2 separate regions of the Gossypium hirsutum genome follow, and region 1 is linked to region 2. Evidence: chromatin contacts called from public Hi-C data. All regions are on one chromosome and are shown on one strand. The core of a region is the stretch at or near the end of the contact, and the rest is flanking DNA. Distances in the headings are between cores, read along the strand shown. Region 1 holds the start of LOC107948137 (vacuolar protein 8). Region 2 holds the start of LOC107945873 (secretory carrier-associated membrane protein 3).

Region 1 (5,666 bases), core at 510-3,009, 270 kb before region 2:
CTCATCTGATGTCCCACAAAGCTTAAACGTCAACTTAAGTGCCAGTTCTTGAAGGGAAACTTCGCCATTGCGTAGGAAGAACAGTAAATGATCCGTGAATCCGTAATTCATCAAGGTGTTTATGCAGTTTTGTGAAGGGAAACATAGATTCTCTATTGCTCTCAATGCTACTTCTCTTGTTTTCGAAGAGGTTGATGACTTCGGATCCGAAATTCGTAGTAATGCACGAACTGATTCCTCCCCAGAAGCTACGTTTTGAAGCAACTCCATTGAATTAATCAGCACGATTTCTTCTTTTGATCTTGTTAGCTTGATGAATGTTGCAATAGCACCTTCTTCGACCATAAACCTCTTAATCTCTTCAACACCAACAAGGTTTCTCAACACCCCACAAGCAAGACCAATTAGTTCCCCTCCAAAATCACCGCTTGAACATATTTTCAAGAGTGCCGTCACCCCACCATGAGCTGAAACAGACCATGCATTGTCTGAATTTACAGTCAATGTCTGAAGACACCTAACAGCTCCTTCTTTGCCCAAATTACTGCCGGTTTCCAAAATCCGATTTAAAGGGCCAATAATCCCAGCTTCAACTAAAACCCCTTTATACAAATCAAACCCAGAGATTAAAGATACAATCTTTGAAGCTTCTTCTTGAATTTCCATCTCTGGTGAATCAAGAAAATCGACCAACAATTTCACAATGTCACTAACTTCAAGTGCTACAAGTTTCATGTACCTTTCATCTTCAGCCATAAGTTGATATAAATTCACCAAGGACTGCCTTTTCATTTCTATATCACCAATCTTCATCCTTGTCAACAAATCTCTTACATAGAACCTCATGTCATCTTTACAAGCACCAAAACCAGGCCTGGAAACAACGATGGCGAAACCATGGCTCAGAACCCCAGCAGTGTAAATCCCTGAAAGATTCTTTACATGGAGATCAAATTTTGCAACCATCACATCAAGGTCATTTTGCATCAGGAGCTTTCCACTGTAAGAAAGATCCACACATCTTCTCCCGAGATCATAACACTCGTTTACAGTTGCCAAAATGGAAGGAACCACGTCAGAGAAGGCCGCTGCGTTTTCACTTGAATCACAGTTTCCAACAGCCATCAACCCAGAACTCATCTCTTCTAGCTTCTTTCGAATGAGTTGCCATTTAACATTAAAAACTTTGATAGAATGTGAAAGAGAAATCAAAGAAGATATAACCTGAACAGCCTGCTTGATACTAGATTTCATTGCACTGAAAGATTCTATTGAATTCTGGTGCTGCTTTTGCATTGGTTTCTCTTCTTCTCCCATTTTTTTCCCCTTTTTCTTCAAATTCAATGCTTGCTTTGAAGGAAGGAATCTAACACTGTCTAAGAAGAGAGAGAAAGAGGGCCACTGACTGCAGATATCTAATCTAAAGTTATCTTTTCATTTTGCAGCTGCAACTGAAATGGGGGTCTTTAATTTTATATTTAGAATAGAGGGCTGACCGTTTAGGTGGTGTAACAGTGACAAGTCAATAGGATGAAGATAAGGGTATAAATTTCTGCCATAATAACAAGGGTTAAAACTTAAAAGGGTGGCTGAAGCTCACAGCGTGAAAAGAACTGAGGAGGGAGATGGTTAAAAGGAAAAAGAAAAGTAGTGTATCTGATTCTGATCAGTGATAAAGGACTTGAAAGGTTTCATCTCTTTATTGACGATTGTATTTGTAGAACACTGTACATGCATGAATGGGGTTTTGCAGTGGGTTGCTGTGGGGGCACCTATCAACAATAAGGTTTCTTTAAAATCTCATCAGATCTCATGAACTTTCTATTTACTTTTCCACCGTTTCAATTTAATTGTATTGTAATATGTACAAGGTAAGAAAATGAATTTATGATAAAAATTTGAATTTTGATATAACGTAAATCAGCCTTAATTGGATTGTAATTCGTACGAGGTAAGAAAATAAACCTTAATTCTTAATTAGTCAAATGTCATCATTGTTTGTCCATAATCAAATCAATCAACAAATCTTGTTGGCTCATCTTTCCCACGTTAAATGTTAGTTTCTTTCTTCCATTATTTTTGGAGCAATTGCCCATATTTTTCTATAACTGCCCTAGATTTGATGAATATGTCAAAATAAAAGAAAAATTAAAGAAATAGGTTATTTTATAATATATTTAAAGAAATAAATTGATTTTTAAACACGACGTTTTTTTTTTCTTTTCAAAATCTGCCAAATAGAAAGTGCAGTGATTTAAATCTAAATCTTTTACATATCACTCCAACTTAGATAAAGATGAAATGGTAGAATGAAAAAAAATAAAAAAGCATCTACTATTACATAAAAAAAAACTTTATTTTAGATTTAAAAAGATTCAATTAAGTTGTTTTGAATTTTTCTTTATTCAATTGAGTCTGAAACTAATAAAATTGATCAAATAAGCTTTTTAACTGGCGTTTATCGTTAATATTTAACTGCAACGCTAATATGGCTGTTAATAGATACCATGCCAGCGTCGATTGATGACGTGGTGGTGCTACATCAACACCAATTGTTAACGTGGTAGTGTCATGCCAGCAAAATAAAAAAAATATAAGAAAATATCTAAATTTATATTTTTAAAATAATTGCAAAATAAATCTAGATAAAGAGGTGTCGACAAGTGATTGTCTGTGTTCATTTGAACGTGGACACCTATTTATCTAGATTCATTCTGTAATTATTAAAAAAATAAAAAAAATCATTAAAGTTTACTAAAATTTATAAAATTTATTAGAAATTATTTAAAAATCATAAAATATATTAAAAATTATTAAAAACCATAAAAATTTAGAAAAAAAGATTTTTTAAAATTATAAGAAATTAATTAAAAATCAAAAAATTATAATTATTTAAATTATTTTTATAAAAATTATATTCCTCATTTTGATTAAATTATTTGATTAATATAACTTGTGCAAATTGAAAAATGAGAGGCAAAAATATGACAAAAAACTGTTAATCTTAATTTTATGATATAAGTTGTTGATCTTTTTTTATTTAAAATATAAAAATAATAAAATAAATTTTACAAAATTTATAAAATTGTCTGATTTTTAATTAATTTATAATATTTTTATAAAATTTATTTTTTTTAGTTTTAATGATTTTTTTATTTTTTATAATTCCATAATATATTTGATAAATGGGTGTCCAAATTCAAATGAACCTGGACAATTGTTTGTTAAATATGTACTTAATTTAAAAATAATTTATATTTTTTTTTCGGTGATGTGGCTCTATTATATTAGCAATCGTTGCTAACGTGACATTTATTAACGGCCATGTTAGCATTGTTGTTAAATACTAATAGTAAAAGTTAGTCAAAATACTTATTTATCCAATTTTATTAGTTTAGAGGCGTGTAAAAAAATTGAAAAAGCTTAATTAATTTTTTTGGCTTAAGGTGTAAAAAGTCCTCAAACTTAAAAAAATAAAAAAAATTAAACACCTCATATTTTTTTGCACTCAATTGAGCACTTCAACTTTTAAAATGCATCAAAAAGGTCCTCGAACTTTTTCAAAAAAATCAATTAAGCCCTTGATTTTTTCACTCAATTGGGTACTTGAACTTTCAAAATACATCAAAAAGACCCTCAAAATTTTTCAAAAAAGCAATTAAGCCCCTGCTCTTATTAAAAATTAGAAAAAAAATTGTAAAAAAATTATTATAAAAATCATAAAAAATAACGACCGTAGCTTTTTTCAATTAAAGTCATCACATATCACAACACAGCATGACATGTGGTGAAAAATGATAAAAAATAAAAATTAATAAAAGTTATAAAAAAATTATAAAATGTTTCTTTTGGTACGATACTTTTTATAATTTTTTTACTAAATTTATATTTCTTTACATTTTTGTATAATTTTCTTACGACTTTTTAAAAATTTATAATTTTTTTATATTTCTATAAATTTTATAATCTTTTACAATCTTTATAGAATTTTACAATTTTTTTTATATTTTTTCTAATTTTTTCTAATTTTTAATATTTGAATTTTTTATTAATATTTAATAATTTTTATTGCTTTTATTGATTTTAATTTTTTAATTTTTTAAAATTTTTAATAAAAGTAGGGGCTTAATTATTATTTTTTTTGAAAAAGTTTGAGGGTCTTTTTAATTAATTATTTTTTAAAAAAAAATTTTGAGAACTTTTAACATGGTTAAGCGAATTCTTTATAATATCATTAAGCCAAAAAAAAAAATAGTGCTGCACTTAATAATCCTACCTAGGCTAGCTAGCTTAGTTATTGGCTAGAACAATGGTTTTAAAGTCCAAATCTGTTGTAGCCTTGGGTTGAGTTTTACAAAAAAAGAAATTTTAAACCATTCGATTCAATTCAATTTATATTTTTAAATATTAGTTTTAATTTTATTATATTTCCGGAGTTAATTGTATTAAACACTCTTAAACTATATATTCATTTTATATTGGTAGTTTTAAATTATTCTAATTATATTTTTAAACTATTAAAATTATATTAATTAGGTCATTTCATTACTAAAATTATTAATTTAATTAATAAATCACACATTAAATTTTACGAGACATAATTTAAAATAAAAAAATAAATATTGTAATTATTTAAAAAAATCTTATTTTCAAAGTTTCCAAAGTTTTTACAAAAATTTTATTAATTTTTTTTAGTTTTACTTAATTTTTAAATTTTTACATCTAAAATTTATACAATAACATATTATTTTTTTCAAATTTAATTACGTAAAATTTGATGTGTTATTTGACGGTGAAAAAAGAAGAACAAAGTGATTGATGAGCATAGTTTGGAGGAAGTATGTTGAAATTAACTCATTTTTGTAGATAGTAAAATACGTTTTTAGAAAGATCTTACTTTGTTTATTTTCTTTAACAAGTAAATGAATATACTAATTAATAATATTACTTAAACAATCAACCAATTAGTGTATAAAATAAGTACAAGGTTGGTGGTGGGATTTCAAGACTTGCTTTTTTTTTCTTTCTTTTTTTATTATAAAATTGACCCTAAAAATTTATTTAGTTACAATAATGACCCGTTTTATGATTAAACATGAAAATGACCTAAAAGCTACAGTTAAATTTAGTGGAACAAAAATGTTTGGCGCTACCAACATCTTACATTAGCAAACAGAGTAAAAAAATTATTTTTTTGGTGGAGCCATTAAGAATGGTGCCACCTATATAAATACCAGGAAAATATTGCTATTTTTGAAAATTAAGAGTTTAAAAAATAATCCTTTTTTGGTGGAGCCAAATAATTGGTGCCACTCGTTTTCAATGCCTGCCATTGTCTTTTTTCTTTTTCTTTTTCTTTTTATAATTTTAAAATTATAAATAATTTTTTTTCTTATTGGTGAAGTCATTCTAAATGGTGCCGCCACTTTATTACTCGATTTTTTTTAATTGTGATTATTTTAATTTAAAATTTTTTAAAAATAATATTTTATTTGGTGGAGTCATTTTTTTTGGCGTAACCAAATTGGTATATATAACCCCCAATGTAGATCAATTTAAGTTGAAGAATTTTTTTTAATTTTTTTTCTTATATTTTGCTAGAGAATGAATGGGAGAGAGATAAGGAGCGTTGTTATTATTATTATTATTATTATTATTATTATTAT
Region 2 (5,615 bases), core at 2,777-5,276:
CGCCATCACATTCTAAGGAAGGAATCACATCTCATTGGAATTATAATATAAAGCACCAAACGCGTATTGAAAAGGAAATGTCTCTAATCTTGAAACTGAGATGTTCTTAACCAGACATTACACAATGAACCAATCGCAAAGTGAGACATTCTATACATGAAAATCATTCAATGTCTTTGTATAAGGTGTTTGCTAATCAAACTCCACACCCAAAAATATACATATAAAGGAAAACATTCACAGGAAATCACAGAGATCCATAAAACAAATGCGCCAGGAACAAGAAATAACAAGCTCTGTGTGTTCCTTCCTGGGTAATGTGCATATAAGGAGAATCAACACATGAGGTTACCCTATTTCTGGTTGCAGCTAGTGTCTGTGCCATTAGATGGCAGCCCTCATAGCTCCTCTGGCAGCCTCGCGCTTCATCTCAGCAGCTTTACCACTGCCGCGGAAATACATGTATACTTGCTGCAAAAGCCAATAGCCAACCATGTTAGAAATGCGACAGGCGGGGCATGCTTATGCGATCATTGATATAAATTAGGTTGGAAACTGAACGAACCTGGATAACCCAAATGCTTACTATTGATTCAACACAAAATAATCCAAAACCAATGAAGTAGAAGATCTACACAAGCAAAGTAAACTTTCATCAAAATGGTCAAGAGAAGCCAAGAACAAAACTTTTGTCAACTATTTCAGTTAGCATCAACAGCAATGTTCAAGCCTTAAGCAGTAGATGCTCCACTGTTTTAGTGGTGAAATAATGAAACCTGATTGTGGGTATTAAACTTTTGACAGGTTTAAGGATATACTTACCCCAACCAACGCATTGTCACTGATAAGATCTACTGCAGGTAGGATTCCACTGTACGAGACAAAACAACACTGGTAAGATAAAGTTAAACTAGAATACCAATTTCACATCCCAAATACTTGCAGTAAATTTGCAAATGTACTTTTTGGGAGACAAGTGCACCATGTCAAACCCAAATGCATTGGTGTTGTTTATCAGTCCAAGATAAAATTGAGAATGTGAAAGATAAAAAATAGTTTAGGAACATACGTTAGTGATTTCCCTCTAAAAACTATAGGAGGAGCCACAGCAGCAAAGATGCAAAATCCGATGTGAAGCTATAAACAGGGAAAACAACATGGATCAAAAGAATCAGTATTACGGACTCCATGGCAACAAAGAAACATATCTACCAGAGAAACATGAGTTAGTACCAAATCAAATAGGAAGAACCGTCCAAATGATAAAGCAGTTTCTTTCCTGCATTATGGTCGGAAGGTGAGAAAATATTTCAATTAAAATAAGTGATGATTAGAGATTAGCAAGTGCAGGGAATGTGAACAGCCAAATTTAAGGAAATGACAACGAAACTTTGCAGTAGAGGCAACCCAAAAACTGAATTGCAATATTCAGGAAAAGAGTGGAGTATGTTAAGTACCTAAAAGCACGATACAGCGGCCGATACCACAAAATATAGGCTCCTGGAACCCCTGCTATGAAGTAGATGATAGCCAAGAACCAGATCCTCACAGCTAAACAAAAACAAATACAGTCAAACACAACACAATCTAACGTTATATATTCAAAGGAAAACATGAAATATGGAAATGCATTTCTAAACTAACCTTCTCCTTTGATCCATGCGGTAGTAACAGCTACAATGTTCCACAGCAGGCACAGAAACAACCCTGCATAGAATCAAAATACATTACCAACTATCTGTAACCCATGGCTTACACAAAATCCCTTTCCAGCTAAAGAGTTTTTAAAAAGAAAAAAAAATGGTACAAATAATCACCCAATGGAAAAACTCATTGAGTACAGCACAAATTTTCTTTATGGACAAAAACGATGACATATGCATAGGTGCACCAAGCATAAGAACATAAGGTGAAAAAGCCTAAGAAACCCTTACCTAAAAATGTTGAAAATGCAACATACTGCAATCTTTGTAGATGAACTGGTATGTCATTTGCAATATCATGATGAATGATTGGAAAAAATGGGGGCCAATTTTTCTCTTCCAAAGTAATTCCAGCTGCAAAACAGGGAAGTCAAACTCTAGCTCATGGAAGAAATGTAATAGTAACTGACCATAAAAGGAAATAGAATCAGGTCAAAATATTTTTGCAAAAGAAATGTAGTCTAGAACAGATTTTGAAACTATGAACAAACTCAATGTTTTCTATGTGAATAGTCAAATTATAAAAAAGTAATGAAAGGTACCTCTTGCTGCTGCCTCTTCTTTCCGTCTCACTTCCTGCATCGAATAAGCTTATCAGTAAATATTGTGGGATAAAATCATTTATAATGTGTCGGCGGGAAACAAAAATAAATCTATGATTCTGTAGATTAAGAATGAACTCTTAAGTTATAAAATTTCTTCCACAATATACCTGCTCCCGCCTTCTCAGTTCAGCCTCCTTAGCCTGAAGTTCCTTCTCCTTCTTCTTCAAATCCTAGATTTAAACAGAAAAACCAGAACAGGGAGATCAAATGCTTAAAAAACTATTGGAAAAGGCATTTAGAGACTGGTCTTCACTCTTCACTAACCTGATAACTTGATCCTCCTGAAGCTGTATCAAGAGGGATGTCAATTGTTGCCTCATGACCATAATTGAAACCAGCAGGTTCAGGAGGTAGTGGTGAAAGTCTTGAGTTTGATGCAGGTGGAGCACTTGGAACATTCTGAAAATTTATTGATAATAGGCGTTCAAGAAGCAAGTATTATTACAAGGCAAAAGGTCCAGTTTACTGATGTTTAGAAGCAATACTAAAAGGTCAAATTAGACATGACGGAATCATGACAATATAGCCACAAGCAACCTATTTTTTCAGAACTTTGATATATGCAAGCTAGCTCAAACTATCAGCATCAGAAAAAGAAGTAAGTTTCTAGGTTAATCACTAAGATTTTACTATAGAATTCCTAGCAAATTAGCAAAAGATATGGAATTTCAGTGTGATCAAGAGATTAAATAGTGGTAGTTTAGCACAACATCATCACCTCAAGTTATGGTTTTACATAGCATAAGTTACCTAGGATCCATGTACGTAAACAAGCAAAGCCACAGCTAAATTTCACATCTCACATCCATTCTAGTCGGAAATATGTCCTAAGACAGTAGCCATTTTAACATCGAACACTAAGTTCTGAATTAAATATTCCCTTGAAACTTTATAAACAGGGATTTAGTTACCTTTGAAAATAGACCTCCACCAAATTTAGACTGGCCAGATGCCTTCCCTCTCACAGCTGGATCCTGGTAGAAATTATTCAAAAGAAAAAAATCATAATAAAACTGATGTCTGCTAGCATCCGTAAACTAACTTAGAATTGACAGATAATACACCCAGCAAGGCATCATAGTCTTCATCTCTAGGATTATATAAGTTTGCTACTTCGTTAAATGCATGTTCGGTGACAAGAAAACATGAAGTCAATGAAAGGAGCACACAACAACCAAGTAAAATACTTCCCATAACCGATTTCAACCAAGAATTTCAGATCAAACTGAAACCCAACAAAGCAATCAGGGAGTTAAAAACAAGTCAACCTATAATCTGCTAAAGAGCTGGCTATGGCTACCATAAACTGAACTGCATGAACCCAACCCAAAACATCATCAAATAACAGAAACAAAGAAAGAGAGAGAAAAGAGAAACTGACCGAGAAAGGATTAACTTCTTCTTCTCCTTCTTCAGCGAACGGGTTTTCATCGAAACGACCAGCCATCACCTTTTTAAGTTTTTTTTTTCTTTTTTGATCTATATAAACCTTATAACAATAAATTAAAACTGAAAATGGGAGAATAATACAAGGAAGATGAAAACTAGAGAGGAGAAAAAGAAGAAGAAGCTTGGAGGAGAAGAGAATGGAAAAACTGAAAGGTCAAAGGAAATTTGGGGTCATGAATGAAGTTCTAGAGAGAGAAAACGTGGTTTCCCTTGGGAAGAAGAGGTAGAGATAGAGAGGGGGAATGAGAAGTTGGACTTTTCGGTTAACAGTCAGTTTTGTTGAATATAATAAATATATTGTGACGAAACAGCGGGAAAAAACATTATTCTCTATTTGGTTAAGTATATTTTATTAAATTAATTTTCAAGTGTGTAAATACAGAAAATTAGAAGTGTAGATAACATAATTTTTCTTTTTCATATGCGTGCATGATGGGAGAGATGGAAAATTTGAAAGAAAATTACTTTTAATTTTTCTCCCTTTTTTGACATAAGTGAAAAATAGATTTATTTTTTATTTCATTATTTTTATATATTAGTATAAAACACGATATCACTTTTATTTGTTTTCTTTTCACTTTTCTTCTTAATCGAACGCACTATTTTTTTTTTCCTTTCATTCTTCTCATCTAATAGACAATTAAATCAGGTTTGAGAGCATATGGAAATATTTTGGTTTTTGACAAAATGAAATTATTAGTTATTAGAATAATTTTTAAAAATTCTAATATATTTTTAGTGTATTTTTTTAAAAAATTTATTAAACTCTATTAAATGCTAAATTTCTTTAAATGAATTTAAGTTTCAAGGATATATTTCAAAATAAGGCTTCAACCATAAAATGATAAAATCAATATTTACTATTATTTAAGTATTTTATTAAGTTGTCGTTGAGTCTCAGCTCGATTGACATGTGTATTGTCGTAACATAGGAGCACGTGAATGAAGTAAATTATTCTCCTATTTATAGGCTGGGAAGGGGTTACGGGTAGTTTCAAAAATTATATTAAAAAAAAGCATATATAATCAGAACCAATATTTTATTAAGTTAGTGTTACACTTGATTGGGTCATCAACTCAATTATAAAATTATAAAAATACTCATGTTTTTAGATTATAATTAATATTATTATGATAACATTTTTTTCACACATTTATATAGTTTTTAAATAAAAAAATTATAAATTCAAAGCTTAAATACACATTAAATAATATTAAAATATAAATTTATTACCACTTCACTTTTATTCAAATAAATTTTAAAAATAATTTGAAATTTTAGTTTAATATAAAATATTGAGTCCACACTAATATTAAATTTGATTCTTAATCGAAAAGGCTCTTCTAAAATAGGTATTTGTTAGAAACATTTGAAGGAGTGGATTTGGCAAAAATCTGCCAACCCCATCCAAAGTCACTTTCATCTCTAACAACCACCCATAAAATATTTCAATAAAAAATTATGTATGAATTCAAAATTATTTATTATTTGCACTAATATTTAGAATAAAATTAAATAAGATTTAAATATGAAAATAAAACTCATATTCATATATTAATTTTCTTTAAATTAATCTATTTATATTTTTAATTAAAAAGCATGAAACACCTACCTCATTTTTAGTTTTTTTTTAATAAGTAAATATAAATTTAGTATAATTTGTAATTTTATCTAAGCCGTCAATTTAATTATAAAATTACAAAAATGCTCATTGTTTAGTAATGTAATACAATTCAAAAAATTTTGACTATCAAAATAATCTTAAAAAAACATAAACAATCAATTTTCGGGTTTTTTTTACATGAATAATACAAAAAATTTAATTATGGAAACGAGACATGTTGTAGATTATTTGAC

The links. A called contact is a pair of places that touch in the nucleus more often than the background predicts.
Region 1: a Hi-C map of leaf shows a contact between it and region 2, with 1.9 times the contacts expected there. The contact joins the promoter of LOC107948137 here to the promoter of LOC107945873 in region 2. A contact is called at or near these places in 2 of 34 Hi-C or Micro-C datasets (both in leaf).

Annotation. Positions count from the first base shown.
Region 1 is chrA06:91,948,537-91,954,202 of Gossypium_hirsutum_v2.1, reverse strand. It overlaps LOC107948137 (vacuolar protein 8), which reads right to left and starts at 1,759. Exons shown (of 1, transcript XM_016882604.2): 1 at 1-1,759. The coding sequence starts at 1,317.
Region 2 is chrA06:91,677,978-91,683,592 of Gossypium_hirsutum_v2.1, reverse strand. It overlaps LOC107945873 (secretory carrier-associated membrane protein 3), which reads right to left and starts at 4,026. Exons shown (of 13, transcript XM_016880030.2): 1 at 3,690-4,026; 2 at 3,220-3,282; 3 at 2,573-2,707; 4 at 2,416-2,478; 5 at 2,246-2,279; 6 at 1,935-2,057; 7 at 1,645-1,707; 8 at 1,458-1,551; 9 at 1,234-1,279; 10 at 1,070-1,137; 11 at 823-871; 12 at 566-631; 13 at 67-471. The coding sequence starts at 3,755. The coding sequence ends at 385.